Linked DNA regions of Mus musculus: regions 2 and 3 are each linked to region 1. A link is a contact called in public Hi-C data. All regions are on one chromosome and are shown on one strand. Each heading gives the region's core, a stretch centred on a gene start, on an enhancer-like site or on the middle of the called end of the contact. The rest is flanking DNA. Distances are from core to core; before and after follow the strand shown.

The links. A called contact is a pair of places that touch in the nucleus more often than the background predicts.
Region 2: a contact with region 1 is called in a Hi-C map of cerebellum, with 5 times the contacts expected there. The contact joins two enhancer-like sites. A contact is called at or near these places in 12 of 484 Hi-C or Micro-C datasets (brain, cerebellar granule neurons, cerebellum and 6 more).
Region 3: a Hi-C map of cerebellum shows a contact between it and region 1, with 4 times the contacts expected there. The contact joins two enhancer-like sites. A contact is called at or near these places in 10 of 484 Hi-C or Micro-C datasets (brain, cerebellar granule neurons, cerebellum and 5 more) and 1 of 115 datasets of contacts at active chromatin or transcription factors (astrocytes).

The regions. Positions count from the first base shown.
Region 1 is chr12:90,565,153-90,567,887 of GRCm38.p6, reverse strand. No RefSeq gene overlaps it. Among named protein-coding and RNA genes, the nearest start is that of Gm40538, 160 kb to the right of the region's middle. Within about 2 kb of position 1,342, at least 5 of the 459 cell types and tissues checked have an H3K27ac peak or open chromatin away from gene starts, as enhancers often do. A contact at or near this core is called in cerebellar granule neurons and cerebellum, where this site is marked.
Region 2 is chr12:89,503,927-89,506,661 of GRCm38.p6, reverse strand. All of the region lies in intron 10 of Nrxn3 (neurexin III), which reads right to left. Among named protein-coding and RNA genes, the nearest start is that of Gm40537, 530 kb to the right of the region's middle. Within about 2 kb of position 1,316, at least 9 of the 459 cell types and tissues checked have an H3K27ac peak or open chromatin away from gene starts, as enhancers often do. A contact at or near this core is called in cerebellar granule neurons and cerebellum, where this site is marked.
Region 3 is chr12:89,551,982-89,554,716 of GRCm38.p6, reverse strand. All of the region lies in intron 14 of Nrxn3 (neurexin III), which reads right to left. Among named protein-coding and RNA genes, the nearest start is that of Gm40537, 580 kb to the right of the region's middle. Within about 2 kb of position 1,311, at least 4 of the 459 cell types and tissues checked have an H3K27ac peak or open chromatin away from gene starts, as enhancers often do. A contact at or near this core is called in cerebellar granule neurons and cerebellum, where this site is marked.

The sequences.
Region 1 (2,735 bases), core at 93-2,592:
TCAGAAAACTATGTAAATCAAGTAAAGGATTCTCCATCACAGCTTGGGTGTGGTCCATATCACTAGGTGTTCACACAGGGTATTCATGATGTAACATTAAAAATGACTGTGAAAAAAATCAAGTTAGGCCTCAAACAATACTGGATAAAAAGAGTTAAAACCACATATGATATATATCTCCAAGATATTCCCGAAAACAATTCTGACCATAAACACAGTCTGCCTTGTGTGTTACCTTTAAAGGGAAATGTGAAACATGTTCTCTTTGTATTCGTTCTGACAGCTTTTCTCTTTGGTAAGCTACACTAGCCTCTTGAGGTGCTGCATTCTATTATACCTGGAACATAACACATGTATAATGAATATTTAACAAAATTAAAATTGAAATTGGATAAATGGAAATAAAACGGCAAGATGAATAAGGCAAGGAGAAGTCAGCAGGGATCTTGGAATGTGGTGGGCTCTTTGAGCAGCGACAGTCAATCTTTATTAAACACTTTCCACATGTTGTTACATTTAATCCTAGGTCCTGTCTGATGAGAACAGTTAGGACTTGCATCTTGCAAAAAAAGAGAAGAAACCAAGGTTGAGGGTAAATTTGAGTCATTTGCCTGAGGTTACCCCTGAGGCAAGAGACAGAGACAGCACTAACTGTCACCTTAAATTGCATCTAGATTGAAGGAGACTCTCCTACATCAGTTTCCAAAAGCTCTCTCTGCACCTTCATCTCCCTGCACAGTAGACAGGAGAGTTCTTCCTGTACAATGACATGACAATCAGCAATAGTTATTTTCTGTGTTCATTAAAGTAAATTAAGGAATGAAGACACTGGCCTATTGAAGCTTAACAATCAGTCCGGATGGGACACAATTACTCTCTTCACAAATGTAAGAAAAATAAATCAGTTTCCATAGGAATAAGCCACGTCCAAAGGCATGGATAGGACCCTGCTTAGGTTTGCCTGGCTTTGCCTGGCTCCCTTTGTTCTCAATAGAAAAAGCTTGGGAAGAATCCGTGAAGATCTTGCTCTATTTCCCCATGAAATCAAGTGGTTCTTTTCTTAAACACAACCTTCTCCCCACTTCCATTTTTTTTTTTTTCATAATTGACACACGTCAATGCTTAAAAGCAGGGAGACCTCAACAATGAATGTTTTTGACAATGACATTTCTAGTGGAATTGGCATGGTATTCAGCTTCCCATGACATCAGAACAGGTACAGAGAGTATTCCTTGCGAAGGGAACTAGGAGTGTCTTGCCCAGAGAAAGACATGAGAAGACTAAGAGAACCTGAACCTTTTGAAAATAACTTGTTAGACAGAGGGTTTTTTGCCCAGGAAATCGTTGGCCTGGGCTGCTCTCTAGTGGTAGGCAGTGTTCACTGTCAGAATTTCTTGTACAAAGGCTCCAAGCTGAGAGGCAAGAAGAAAAAAAAAATTCAAGCTTTTCTTGGACACCAGCAGATGAGCTACAAATGAATGTGTGTGTGTGTGTGTGTGTGTGTGTGTGTGTGTGTGTGTGTGTGTGTGCGCGCGCGCATGCACATGCATAGACACACATACACATACACACACAAACATGTAAATACATTGGCACATACCTGAGGCAAAGCACAGGGTGACAACTTTTAGGAAGAAATGAGAACAGAGGAAGAAGGATAGTGTCTTTTGTAGGATCTAGAGAAAAGTTGGAGGGGGTAAAAAGACTCTTTGTGAAGCCTCAGATATGAATCTGCTATGTGTTCATATTCCATAGGCATTGAGAGTAACCACAGGGAAGATGAATCTTCCTCATTGATGACTACTTGAAAACCAGTTTAAAAGCCCAGTGTGTGTGTGTGTGTGTGTGTGTGTGTGTGCATACCAGTTTATGTGTATTTTGGGGTACATGATCCATGTGCATGTGGTCAGGAGTAACTTTCAGGAGTTGGTTATTTCCTTCTACCATGTGGGTCCTTGGGAAGGGACTCAGGTCATCAAACTCAGTAACCAGTGCCTTTACCTGCTGAGCCACCTAACCAGCCCCCATCTACTTTTAGGTAACAGTCATTTTTATATCATAGGTATGTTGAATAAAGAGCTTCTCATGTTGCTTGTACATCCCTATAGGTAATGCAGAAGAAGAGAGAAGATGTCCATCTTGTGCTGACACTGTCTCTCTTTCTGTGAGGCCATCACTTCTCTGTCTTGGTCCTGATTTTTTCCTAGACTATGTGCATAATTTAACTTAAATTTTGAATTACATACACATTTCAATCAAAGATAAAACTAAAACGAGTTTAGGATTTTTCACTGTGTGGGCACCCTAGTTTATACCTTTTTGTGTGCACATAATAATTTTCTGTGAAAAATTATGTGGCATATTTGCTGTTCTGGGTCTTAGTTAATGTGTCTATAAAATTTTGACATCAATGTATGGAGTTTGCAAGACTGATTGATAATCTTTCTTTTTACTTCTGCTATACCCTGAGCCTTTTGATTCACCAGAGATTCATGAGAAAAAAAAAAAAAAAGAACAAATGTCCTGGGTTATGTTAGATAGCAGCTGAAGCTTGGACAGCTAAACAGCAATTCATACACAGAGAGAAGCTCAAAATAGAAGGACACCGGGCAAGTGGCATATTGGTGGCCAGCAGGTAGCTCCTCTCAGAAGGAGGCAGTAAGATCATCATCCTCTGCAGAGTAAAGTTCAGAGACTTGATGAGCCAGCGTAGGAGATACCCAGGGGCCTTCCAC
Region 2 (2,735 bases), core at 67-2,566, 1.1 Mb after region 1:
CTTAGCCAAATAATAATAGTAATGATAATAATTATGTTAGTAATAATAATATTGGGAAATGCCAGGAGAAAGCATTAGATTGCCCATGACTTCCAAACACATGAGAATATGAAGAAAAGGAGGACTTAAAAAGGCCCAGTTGGGGAATTTTCACATTTATGTCACAATTCTCCAGCCTCACTTGATCTAAACATTTTCCATCAGGTGTTCAGCACATTTTAAAAGCATGCCATATCATAAAATACCTTATTCTTAAAAATAATCTAAAGCAATTGATGCATATCTAATTATTGGTGAACAGCAATGTGCATTAGCTTATCAAAGGGGCCCCATGAATCTTGTAATGAAGAGCTTCATTTGACCAAAGCTTTCCTATGCTCACTTTATCAACTTTTATTAACCTGTATAATATGATTTCTTGGAATCTTTGACAAATTAAAGTGTAGGTGGAGAAGAGAGAAGTCAACTGGGCAGAAGTGGGGTGAGTTTTTACACTAGCGAGAAGTTCCATGCCAAGTGTGTGGTTTTAGCACATCAGGTCGCTGCTCTGAGGAGTGTAAACCAAGAAAGGCATTCTTTTAATTTGTTATTCATAATAGAAATCCAGCCCAGTCAATCAATCAAGCCTTATTAACTGTCAACTGAACTTAATACTTTTCTAAGAATATAATTATATGATAATAAGTGAAAAACACCAGGTTGGAAACTAATTCTTTCCTGGCCTTTGGTAACATGTGAGCCTGGCCTACTCTCTGTCATTTGTGTAGACTAGTTAGAAATTTGTCACACTGGGGGACCTTCGATGGCATGAAAGGGATTACTAAGTAAGCCAGTAAGGCACCATTTATAACTTGGGGGTCTATGTATATTTTAGATTCACAACCTGGTTTAACGAATTCTCTAAATTAAAAGTAAATTCCCAAACCTGCTTTCACTGTTTGAAAAAAAAAAGAAAAAAAAGAAAAAAAAAAAAACATCAACAACAACAAAAATACCAGACAAAGACACTAACTCTCTACCTCTCCCAAATTCCTTTCTTCTTTGTAGCTGCTGCCTGCCACCAGCATTGAGGTAGGAGGTATGGCAGAAAGTGAAAGGATTTATTAATTTCAAATAAAATTACTAGATGGCTTGGACATTCCACGCTTTAGCCCTGTGTTCTAATTGTTGGGACTAACAGAAAGCACAGCATGTAATTGCCTTTATTCCAAAGGTTCTATAAAAGAACAATGATCAAGGCAAGGGATTATTGTACCCTTAGTTCTGCAAATCTTTGTGTTCTTTGTGTTTTTCCAGGAAAATGAAAGGCACACACTGCTAAGCGAGATTGGGGTGAGAGTGCCACCTAGTGGCCTCTATTCACAACATGCTGTAAATTGTGCCTTTCTGGGATTTTAACCAGCCAAATCCAAAAGAATTAGTGCTACTCACCACCATAGCATTTGCAGGCCCCTGTTTGACCTCACAGCTCATGGGGACAGCTTGAATAATTAATGGAGATTGAAAGTGGCTTCTAAACAACATAATCTTTTTTTTTTCTTTCATCTCATTTTCTACATTAATTTTATACCATTAAGCTACTCTGATGGTCTGTAGGTCAGATGCTATTTCCAAAGACTGATTTGGGTCTCTGTGGAATTGGATATGGGATAATTGGTATGACTCTGCATACCTTCTTTTCTAGGAGGGAAGAGACAAAGTACCACGGTAGACATCCTGAAATGTATTCCCCACCTCGCCCTTCCTCACTTCCCTATAGTTTGCCTGCACTGGAAGAGAAATCATTTTCTTTTGATGGATTGCAAAGTGCAGCAAACTGCTTCCTTCTTTGGAATCACACAGATGTGAATTTGAAGCTTAATTACACAGCTCTAATATCCCATTCCTCTTCAGTAAAGTGACAATAGGAACATTTATTTTGAAAGAATATTGAATTATTGGGGATTAAATGAATTGATACTTGTAAAACAGCTATCGCAACATCCAATGCTAAATGGATATATGCTGTGTGTTTTCCTCCATGTAGATTGATCTGTCTCTGTCTCTCCATTTCTGTCTCTCTGTGTCTCTGTCTCTGTCTCTACACACACACACACACACACACACACACACTATACTCCACTAAAATTACACTTAAATTACAGAGGTAATAAAGATCAGACTCATCAATTAAAGTTTAGGACTCACTATCACATAACATTTATGATGGAAAGGGCCTTAAAAATAACAGAAGTTCACATTGAAAGATGGGGAATTGAAGAAAATGAGATTTTGTATATCTATCCCGAAGGCATAAAACCATTTACTGGCACTGATTGTATTAAACCCTAGGATTCTGACTGTCCAACTGTCTTGCTCTTCACAGGAGGCACTGGGGGCGACAGCTGTGACTGCAGCCTGTATTAGACAAGGGTCAGGAATAGCAAGTGGCTTCCTAAACATCCTGCAGGGAGTTAATGTCAAGGCTAGATCAGAGGCCAGCTCAGATGCCAGTAGAGTTCCATGTAATTGCCCCATGCTGCCTCGAGTTTATTTCCTTATATGGATATGATTTCAGCATAATGTGTGCTTGGATGCTAGGCTGCAGACTCAGGATCATCACCTGACTAATTACAATTATCCATCAAATTCTGAAAGAGAGGTTACCTTCTTTTGCCAGTCTTAATTTTTGAACCACAATTGGTTGCTTTTTCATATGACTGACAATTATAAGCCCACCACCTACACCAGAATCT
Region 3 (2,735 bases), core at 62-2,561, 1.0 Mb after region 1:
ACGGCTATCCCAAAGATTACATCTCAGTTCTCTCTGTTGAGGTAATGGTAATCAAATGAAAGACTATAAACAGAATCAAGAGGAAATAGATTAGTCTGCCGTGGTCTGAAGTCTTAGAAAAGTTTCCCAAAGTGTTTCTTATAAGTTTTATTTCATTTCTTAGCTAGTACATTCTAATTTCTATCTGATTATATTCATATGGTAGAACAGGAATCATAAAAATAGATTTCCACTAAGGGAAAAGTGGCTTCCCTGTCTGGACTCCGTAAGTCTTTAGTCATTTGGCAAACTTCAACAAATAACCGGAAGAACATTATCAGTCTAGGGATGAGTTCCCCTCCAATTGGCACTGGATAATCTCCTCTAGGGATAACATGTGTGAAGTGCAGATATGACCAAAATGGTGATGAATAGGTGGGTGAATAGTTTGTTAGTTTTACAGTTGTCTTTTAAAACAAACAAACAAACAAACAAACAATCAAAATCCTTTCCCTCTGAACTAACACAGAAAGAGAAGTGAACATTACATTCAAATCATTTTTTTCCAAAATCTATAGCTGAGGTACTTCGTAGATTTCATTTTCCTAATCAAATTTAGAGGCTATGTTGAACAATAAAGCAATCTATTATGACATAGACATCCCCCCCCCAATGAATCATTTGAATGGATCAAAATAAATGAAATACTCAAAGAAAATGACACTACAAATTCTGAAACATTAGTAGTTTTTCTAGACTTCCTAATACTGAGAATGGTTGGGTTATTTTAATGATATGTATCTACCTGAATCTTTAAGAAATACTTACATTTCAATCATAGGAAGAAAATATTTGTGTTCATATTCCTAAAAAGAAATCATGAATGTCCTAAAATCGCATTACATTTGCTGGCCTATATTATTCTCTTGTCAAAGAAACCTTCATTTAACTCCAGGGCAGAGGAGACGGGACCCACCACAGGCTTGTGTAATAAAGAGACAGATGGCCTCACTGGTCACCTGTCAGCAGAAATTATTCACAGAGGAGAAAATGAGCAACAGAGACTGAATAATTCTTGTGTGTTTTGATTTCATAATCTCAAGCCATCCTATCTGTTTATAAGGTGAATTTTAATCAGAGCAGGAAACAAAGTTGGGGAGAGGATAGAATATTTATTGCAGCCCTCACCAGAGGTGGACGGCATGAAATATTCTTCTTTGATCATGATGGATGGACCCTTCTTCTATAAACTGGAAAATGAATATCCTCTCCATCCCAGCCCTTCTCTACAGACTTCCTGGGGAAGAGGAGGGGATCTCTCCTGTCCAAACCTGACAACTGAATTTAATCATGCGTGTAAGTAGCAAGTCCCCATGATAAGCATCCCACTCACCCTGAACCACCAGCACCAATGGAAAGACTTTAACTTACAATGTGGATTTCATTAAAGAAAACAAAAATGGGGAGGGGCTGGAGATGGAAGCTGGTTCTCAAATATTCATTTGTTTATAGTTGCATATAATTTCCATGTTATAAATTGCAAAATTGATTAAATAAAACAAAACATTTACACTTACTACCATGGCAAAGACGATTTTCTTTAATTTCTGTATACTTGAACTTCCTCATTATCTTAAAATTAAGTCATGATTTTTAAAAAAAAATAGTATGGCTATTTTAATTTGGGTGACAGAGTATAATAGATTAATTCATAGGAATATTTTTTAATTTCTTAAAGAGAAATAGTTTTTTTCTTGAGACCCCAAAATATTGAAACATACTTCCTTATGCAGATATCTAAAAGTGGTAGGGTTTATTTTCTGAACTTCTAAACAAACTCATCGAATCTATGTAACCTTGGGTTGTCCTTCTTTAGCCACTTGACAAATCCTCAACTTTCTAAGCCATGGGACCAGAAAATCATAGGATTAACACAGAAGCAAATCATACTTTACCTTATGCCTACCTTCTCGGGGGGTGAGGGGGTAGATGACCACAATTTATAAGTTCATCCCCCTTAATCCAATCATCAAACACTTTATCTTGCCTTCTGTTGTTCTTTAACAAAGGGGAATGCCAAGGCTGCCTGATGGGACATAATCCCCTGGATGGAACAGAACTGACCTGTATTAGCATCATTCCACCTGAAAGCTTAAGCCCAATACAAGCAACTGACAGCAAAGATGACCCAGGTCAACTGTGAGCAAAAGGTATAGTAAGGAACCGGAGCTTTGCGTTTCAGTGTGCACAAGCTCTCACAAAATTATGAGAATACGGTGCAAGAAAATGTAGTACTGATGTCTTGAGAATTCTTACAGCCAACTGGAAATTGCAGTTAAAGGGAAGAAGGAGTAGAAAGCGAGAAACCTAAAATGAGAGTACACATCCCTCAAGCCTTTGCTACATAAAATTTGGGGGTCCAGAATTCTATAATATTTGCTTAAGGTCAAAATTTTCTTATACTGCAGGGGAGATTATCTATACACTCCAAGGGTCAAAACTGTGTTCCCATAAAGATGAAATAATGTACATATTTCAAAGGGATGCAGGAACTAATAGTATTGAATGCCTCAAGCACTCTAGGTGAACAGGTATTTGAAGGAAAGGTCCTCTGGGCTCCCTGGAATTTCTTCATGATAATTGCCTAGAGCCGGGCAACAGTAGCAGAACTTAGTTCACATCAGGGAGAAAAAAATGAACTTGGAATGAACTTTTCTCAGCCATACACAGTAAAGGATATTAAAATTATATTTCAA